Linked DNA regions of Xenopus laevis: region 1 is linked to region 2. The links are chromatin contacts, called in public Hi-C maps. All regions are on one chromosome and are shown on one strand. The core of a region is the stretch at or near the end of the contact, and the rest is flanking DNA. Distances in the headings are between cores, read along the strand shown.

Evidence for each region. Hi-C and Micro-C count contacts between places; a contact is called where the count stands out from the background.
Region 1: a Hi-C map of the XL177 cell line shows a contact between it and region 2, with 2.6 times the contacts expected there. The contact joins two enhancer-like sites. A contact is called at or near these places in 2 of 4 Hi-C or Micro-C datasets (the XL177 cell line and the XTC cell line).

Annotation. Positions count from the first base shown.
Region 1 is chr2L:65,150,605-65,154,331 of Xenopus_laevis_v10.1, reverse strand. No RefSeq gene overlaps it. Among protein-coding and RNA genes, the nearest start is that of tmem167b.L, 16 kb to the left of the region's middle. Within about 2 kb of position 1,566, at least 1 of the 7 cell types and tissues checked has an H3K27ac peak or open chromatin away from gene starts, as enhancers often do.
Region 2 is chr2L:65,012,697-65,016,358 of Xenopus_laevis_v10.1, reverse strand. It overlaps the pseudogene LOC108707490. Among protein-coding and RNA genes, the nearest start is that of dynll2.L, 22 kb to the right of the region's middle. Within about 2 kb of position 1,803, at least 1 of the 7 cell types and tissues checked has an H3K27ac peak or open chromatin away from gene starts, as enhancers often do.

The DNA of each region.
Region 1 (3,727 bases), core at 317-2,816, 140 kb before region 2:
TTTTGCATCTAAAAAAAGTTCACAACATAGGACAATTACTTCCTATTATGGTCAGTAGGAAGCAAGAAATGTATGACAGGAAGACCTGGAAATTGATGGCTTGAGATAATAATTACTTCTGTGTAGCCACATGTTTCACAGTAATGGGCCACATTGATCAAAATAAAGGAGCTTTATTCTTAAGAATTGTTAGTTTCTAAAGATAGCCACAAAAGGGCAATTTAGCATGATATATGTTACATATATGATTTGATGGCAAAACCTAGAGAATACTTTTAGGATGGACACTGACAAACACAGTATCTGGCCTTCAGCCAACACACACACACACTGAAGATTATAAAGGTCATTTAGAATCTCTCTGGCTAACAAAAGAAGATACAATAGAAGCAGATTTAAAACAAATGTTCTATTAAAAATATTTGTTTTATATATTTTGTTCTTAGTACAAAGCAAGAAATAAAATGCATTTACAAGTAGCAAACCACATTTTTTTTAAACTATAGTTTTTTTTCCACCTTTCCCCCTGCAGTGTGCTCACTACTGGTGTATTTAAACATGGTATTTTGTAACAACAATGCTGATCAAAGCAAACAATGTTCGAACAATAGGTTTAATTGTGTTGTGTGAAATGCATGCCCACGGGGAAGGAATCAATAAATGTCTGGCAGGACAGTGCTTCACAGCCTTTTTGATTCGGTGGTCTAGCATTTTGCCTTTTGATGTTCCCCAAGTATAACATACACATATGCAGGCTAAAAACTGTGAAGGAACATTAGGAGGTGAGAAGTATAAAAGTGGATTTTTAGTGATTGCTTTTTATGTATAAAAAAAGCAAAATATAATAATGCTTTAAAACCAAGATTAATTCAGTACACCTAGGGGCAGATTTACTAAGCTCGAGTCAATAATTCGAATGCAAAAATATTCAAATTTCAAAGTATTTTTTTGGGTACTTCGGCCATCGAATTGGTCAAATTCGATCGAATTCTATCGAATCGAATGATTCAAACGATTCGAAGTAAAAATCGTTCGACCATTCGATAATCGAAGTACTGTCTCTTTAAAAAAAACTTCATACTTCACCAGATTAAAGCTACCGAAGTGCCATGTTAGCCTATGGGGACCTTCCAGAGCACTTTTGTACGTTTTTTTTTTTTTTTCATCGAGTAAAAATCATTAGATCGATCACTTAAAATCGTTAAATTCGAAGGATTTTTCGTTCAATCGAACGATTTTTATTAGATTGTTCAATCTACACTTTTGCTTTAAAATCCTTCGAATTTGATATTTGAATTTGAAAGGATTTTACTTTGAGGGTCGAATTTGAGGGTTTTTTAACCCTCGAAATTTGACCCTTGCTAAATCTGCCCCCTAGTTTTATTTAAGTACAGGAGTTAAGATCCTGTAAGGATCCCATTCAATACCAATCTTGTTTGCATGCTAACAGGCTCAGCATCAGCCAGGGAGAAACAGGGTCCCAGGCCGGCAGGACAACAGGAAAAAACCCAGTGGGCCCCGGCCATGTGGGCTCGTTGACCCAGACCTGCTGCTGCTGAAGCCATGGGTGCTGCCTCTGACCACTGCAGCAAAAAGCATAGAAAAGCAGATCGCCCACATAGCATGCTCTTAGCCCAAGGGGCACAAACTCTAAAAATTTAATATTAAAGCCAGCTCTGATGGCTGATACCTTGCCTGCAGCATAGACAGAAAGCTGGTATCGACCAGGAGCATACACAGTGTGTGCCACTGGACTGATATCAGTAGGACAAGCATGTGAGAGGATCTCACACAAAAGGTAGATAAGTTGCCAACTTGGCTAAATCAGCAGCTTAAATCTGCCCATGTTGGACAACTAAAGATTTGTTTGTTCTAAGTGCCATCTCCATGAGTAAATTGGTGTTGCAACTGCCAACTTACTACCATCGCCAAAGTAAACACATAGCTGTGGCATTAGATATAACTTCATGGTTTCTTGTAAAATATGAGTAACTAACAGTTACCAAATTACCCAATATCGGCAAAAAAATTGGCAGCTTTTAATTGTAGTAGGTAATAATAAGCTGTATTTATTGCAATCAAACACTACTTGTGCCATTATCAATTTGGCTTGTCACACACTCCCACAACTCTAAATATTTATAATAGTACTAAATATTATGATGCATTCCAGTGCTCATGGCAGTAAATCAAATATTCTGAAGTTATCCAAATTTTGTAGAAAAAAAGTCAGTAGTCCCAGGGCTCACAGGTAATCACACCAGGAGCACCTTGTCGCCTATGGGAAATCACTGTCCCCATAGATGGCAAAGTGTGTGTGAAACACCTCAATAGCGTAATTACTTAGAATTTCGTACATAGGCATTTTCATGGGATTGTGCAACTGAAGTGTTTGATTTCTGTTCACACACAATGGAAAGATATTTCAGGCAATTTGGTGCCTATGGGCTGAATGATTTTCCACTGGCAGCAAAGTGCCCAGTGTGCCATCAACCAAAGTCTTCACAAAGTTGTTTATTGGCAGCTGGCCACTAATTACCCTTGTGACGTTATAATCCCTTGGAGTGCAGACCTTTCTCTAAATGATTTTTAGACATACGTATATACATAGATATAGAGATGGATAAATAATTAGTTAGATATATAGTTGAGTTGTTTTCATTTTGTTCACCTTAAACAAAGATATTTTTCAATTGCTTTCCATCATTTGTTTTTTACAGTTTTCCCAAAATGTAAGTTCAAAGTTCCTGTCTCTAGCGTCCCAGTCTGGGTGCTCTGTGATCCAGGAGCATCTAAACTGTTACAATTTGCTACATTTAATTGATACATTTAGTTGATACATTTCTCTACAGAATCTGTGGAATATTAGCAACTATTGTATCAATTCTATCAGCTGCCTTTAATGAAGCTCAGGGATTGTGCTCAGCAGGGACAAAGATAACAAATATATCAACTAAATGTATCAATTTAGAACAGTTAATAGTCGGGGCACATGGGCAGATTTGGGGAGATTAGTTGCCAGGCGACAAATCTCCTCTTCTTCGGGGGAACTAATCTCCCCGATCTGCCTTTCTCTACCTTCCGCCGGCTAAAATGAAAATCGCCTTGGGGCAGGCACTTGGAGCGCTTAGTTTTCCGAAGTTGCCCAAAGTTTCCTCGTGAGGCAATTACGGGCGACTTCGGAATGAGTGCCTGCCCCCAGGCGATTTTTATTTTAGCCAGCGGAAGGCAGGGGAAGGCAGATAAGGGAGATTAGTTGCCCCAAAAATAGGAGATTTGTCGCCTGGCAACTAATCTCCCCGAATCTGCTCGTTTGCCCCAACCCTAAAGAGTTGGCGATCCCCTCTCCCAGAGCTGCTTAAGAAGGTCAAAAAGGGTACTTTACACTTAGAAATATATTAGAAAATCAGTCACACATAGAAAATAGAAAGTAATTGGAAAAAGTCTTTATTTCTGGTGATCAATCTGAAACCAGCTAAACTGAAAAAAGTGTTTGAAGGTGAACAACCCCTTTAAAGATTAATGTTCTTGCCTCTGGTGTTTAAATCTGCCATCTCAGCAATCAAGGTGCAGAATCTGAATTGTTACAATTTTCTACATTAGCAGATTTCTCTGCAGCATCTGTACAATATTAGCAACTATTGTATCATTTCTAACAGCTGGCTTTAATGAAACTCAGGGATTCTGCTCAGCATGGCTAAAGATAACAAATGGATCATCCAATGTA
Region 2 (3,662 bases), core at 554-3,053:
GCGGCCTTGCCGCAAATCCGGGCCTGCACATAATCACCTTTGATAATGCCCGTACAATGGCCGCAGTTGAGGCAAGGGAAAGTGCCAACCCTGCTACTACTTTTTTTATTAGTATTCACAACGGACCCCATTCTCTTTTTAACCAGATCTCCAACGTTCCTTCCCCTTTTGTATGAAAAAATCGGTGGCAAAGTAAAAAGATTTCCAGGCTTAGTATAAGATTTTAAAACCTTCCAATGTTTAAGAATTGTTTTTCTTATGTACTTAGCATTTGTATCATAAGTTGAAACAAAAGGGATCCGTTTCTGTTTGGTTGTGACATTCTTTTTTGTAAGTAGATTGGCCCGTGGAATCTTTCCCACCTCCTCACGGGTTTTTAAGAGTATGTTTTTATCGTAACCCTTTACTGCAAACTTATTAACCATTTTTTCAGATTCTTGAGCATCAGAAGTGATTCTCCTAACTCTCATTAGTTGGCTTTTTGGTAAACCACTGAACAGACCTGGGGCATGAAAGGATGTAGAGCTTAAAAGATTATTACGATCTGTGGGCTGTATAAAGACTGATGTACTGAAACCTGTGTCAGTCAGATTGATGAATATCTACATCAAGAAAATGTATATTGGAGGAGTGGTATTCTAAAGTAAACTTGATAGTGCTATGCACCCTATTAAGATAATTAAGGAAATCCAAAAGTTTTTCTTTACCACCTTTCCAAAGGAAAAACGTGCTATCTACATAGCGCATATAAGTAATGATATGTGCTGAGTATTCAGGGTTAGAGAAAATGAATGTATTCTCAAAAAAATCCATAAAGATATTTGCATAAACCGGTGACATATTAGCTCCCATGTTGCAGCCTTGTGTTTGTAAAAAGAAATCTGTGTTGAAGGAAAAAAAGTTTTTCGTAAGTGCTATCTCCAATAATGTGCATAAAAAAGTGATCTGGTGTGTTGGTGTTTTTGTATTACCGGGGTATGAACGAACACATTCTATACCCTCATCATGTGGGATAGACGTAAATAGGTCACAGACATCAATCGAGCACAGGAGGAAATCCTCCGTAGGTAAAGCAATTTCTCCCAATCTTAGTAAAAATTCCCCTGTATCTTGTACACAATATTTTAAAGTGGGGGTAATTTCCTGTAAAGCAATATCAACATAGATAGCTAATGGCTGTAGTAAAGAGCCCACATTACTCACTATGGGGCGCCCAGGAGGTTTTGACAGGGACTTGTGTATTTTCGGTAGAAAATAAATGTTAGGGATCTTGGCTTCCTCACGAAATAATAAGTTATAAGTATCATCAGTGATTATACCCTCCATGACAGCAGAATATAAAAAGATTTTGATTTCGTCCCTCAAATCAAGAATCAAACCAAATTTGCATATGCATACTGTTAAATATTGCTCATTTCACATATTTTCCTGTGAATCACAAGCAAACATACTTGTGTTCATAAATGAGCCCGTACAACTCACTTTATATTTTCCTGCACATGGAAAATACCTTGCTGCAATGCTTCCTCAAAAATGTTCACTTGCATACACAAGCAAGTTATGGCATCAGTGTACACAGCAGAGGGTCAACAATACCCCAAGCAGCCAGCATTTCAATTTAAAGAGAGATGCAGAACAGAAAGACAAAGTTGAAAATACATGAAATAGGATGAATGCCACTTTAAAGGAGAACTAAACCCCCCACGCTCAAAAGTCCCCACTGACCCCCTTCTGCTGCCCCTCCTTTCTGCCTCCCCCTGCTCAGTGTTACCCCAGAATTGTGCCCCCTTTAGGATCACTGACTGCACATGCAGAGTCAGCGCAGCGGAGCTCTCGGGCGACATCTTCGGCGCTTTAGTGCTTCGTAAAGTGATCGCCTTGCAGTTGGAGCAACCTTCCGGTTCCCAAAAACTGTGCATGTGCGTAAGTGCCGGAAATTGCAGAAGGCAAGGAAGACGACCGAAGATTACCAAAGTGCCATAAGGTGGGGCCCGTGAGCTCCACTGCGCTGACTCTAAATGTGCGGTCAGTATTTCTACAGGGGACACAATTCTGGGGTAACACTTAGCAGGGGGAGGCAGGGAGGGGGGCAATGTAGATATAATATTTCCAATGTAGACATAATACTTTATTTCTATCGGCATAGAAGACCATTAACACTCCACCTCACTGTTGTTCATCTTTTTGTATCTCTGAACTTGTGGTGCGATAGGATCCTTTCCTGCTTGTCCTTGGTGAGGGTTTAAAGGAGATTTCTGAGGGCCTAAGTAGAGACTATACTGTGCCTCACCAGTACACATTTCATTTTTTCAAAGTCTTTATTTATTTCTGCTCCAATGTCTTTATTTAATTCTTCTTTTGATTCTTCTCCCTGGTGTGCTTTCTTTTGCTTCCCTACTTTCCTTTACTTTTTGCTCTGTGTGAATTATGAGCGAAACATCCTTTATCAACATTGCATATAAAGCAGATGAAAAGATTGTTTACATTGCACACCTTGGATTAACCTGTTATAGATGTACACGTGTTCCATTCTATTTTCCTTTCAGAGTTAACTAAGCAACTAAAAGAGATACTGACATTAGAAACAGGGGCGGATTTACATAGCGGGCACCCCTAGGCCTGCTGTCATTCGTTGCCCCCATCCCCTCCCCTTTATGCGCGCACATATTTGGAGAAATGGGGATTAGCGCACAGAATGTTTAAAAAACTATTGTATCTCCTGCACATCAACAGTGCTTTTGAACCAATGTGGGTAAGGTTGGGCAGCATGTCTCCCCCTAGAATCCTGCCACCCTAGGCCCGGGCCTTGGTGGCCTTTCCACAAATCCAGGCCTGATTAGAAATAAACTTACCTATCATAACATCTTTCTTTGCATGCTTTTTATAATTTTGCCTTAAAGGGGATGTTCGCCAATTGAGTTAACTTTTAGACAATTTGCTATGGGTTTTCTTTTTTATTATTATAATTTGTGGAGTTATCCAAATTAACATTGCAAACATACATTGATTTGAATAAGAGACTGGAATATGAATAAGAGAGGGCTTGAATAGAAGATGAGCAATAAACAGTAGCAATAACAATGAAAATACATCTTTTACGCTCTGCCTTTATATAGACAGAGCATACACATAGATTTTTCCAGGAAGGTGTGATTAATGCTACTGACAGTGAAACTATGCTGTGAAAGAGTTTACAAGTTAAACTCAAGGCACCTAAAGCAGAAACATATAGCACATCTACTACTCTGGATTAGGGTTGCCACCTTTTCTGGAAAAAATACTGGCCTTCCTGTATATTTATCTTTTTTCCTATTAATAATATTAAGATCAACCATAATTTTTACCGGCCAGGCCAGTAAAATACCGGCCAGGTGGCAGCCCTACTCTGGATTTACAATGATACTTCAGATTACAGCCTAACTGAAGGTGTGAGTGGTTTCAGATCTCATAAATGCAATTCTAATAATTTAAGAAAATGTATCAATAGCATTATCAATAGGAAAAAAAATATGTGAGGAATGTATTAGGAAAATTCTCTATATTACACGCAGGGTAAGGCGTTACAAAACACCCAGAATAATCTATGCCTTAGTGACTGAAACAAAAATTGTTACCATCTTTCAAAGTTCAGCACACTAGAAGAGACAGACAGATTAACTGAG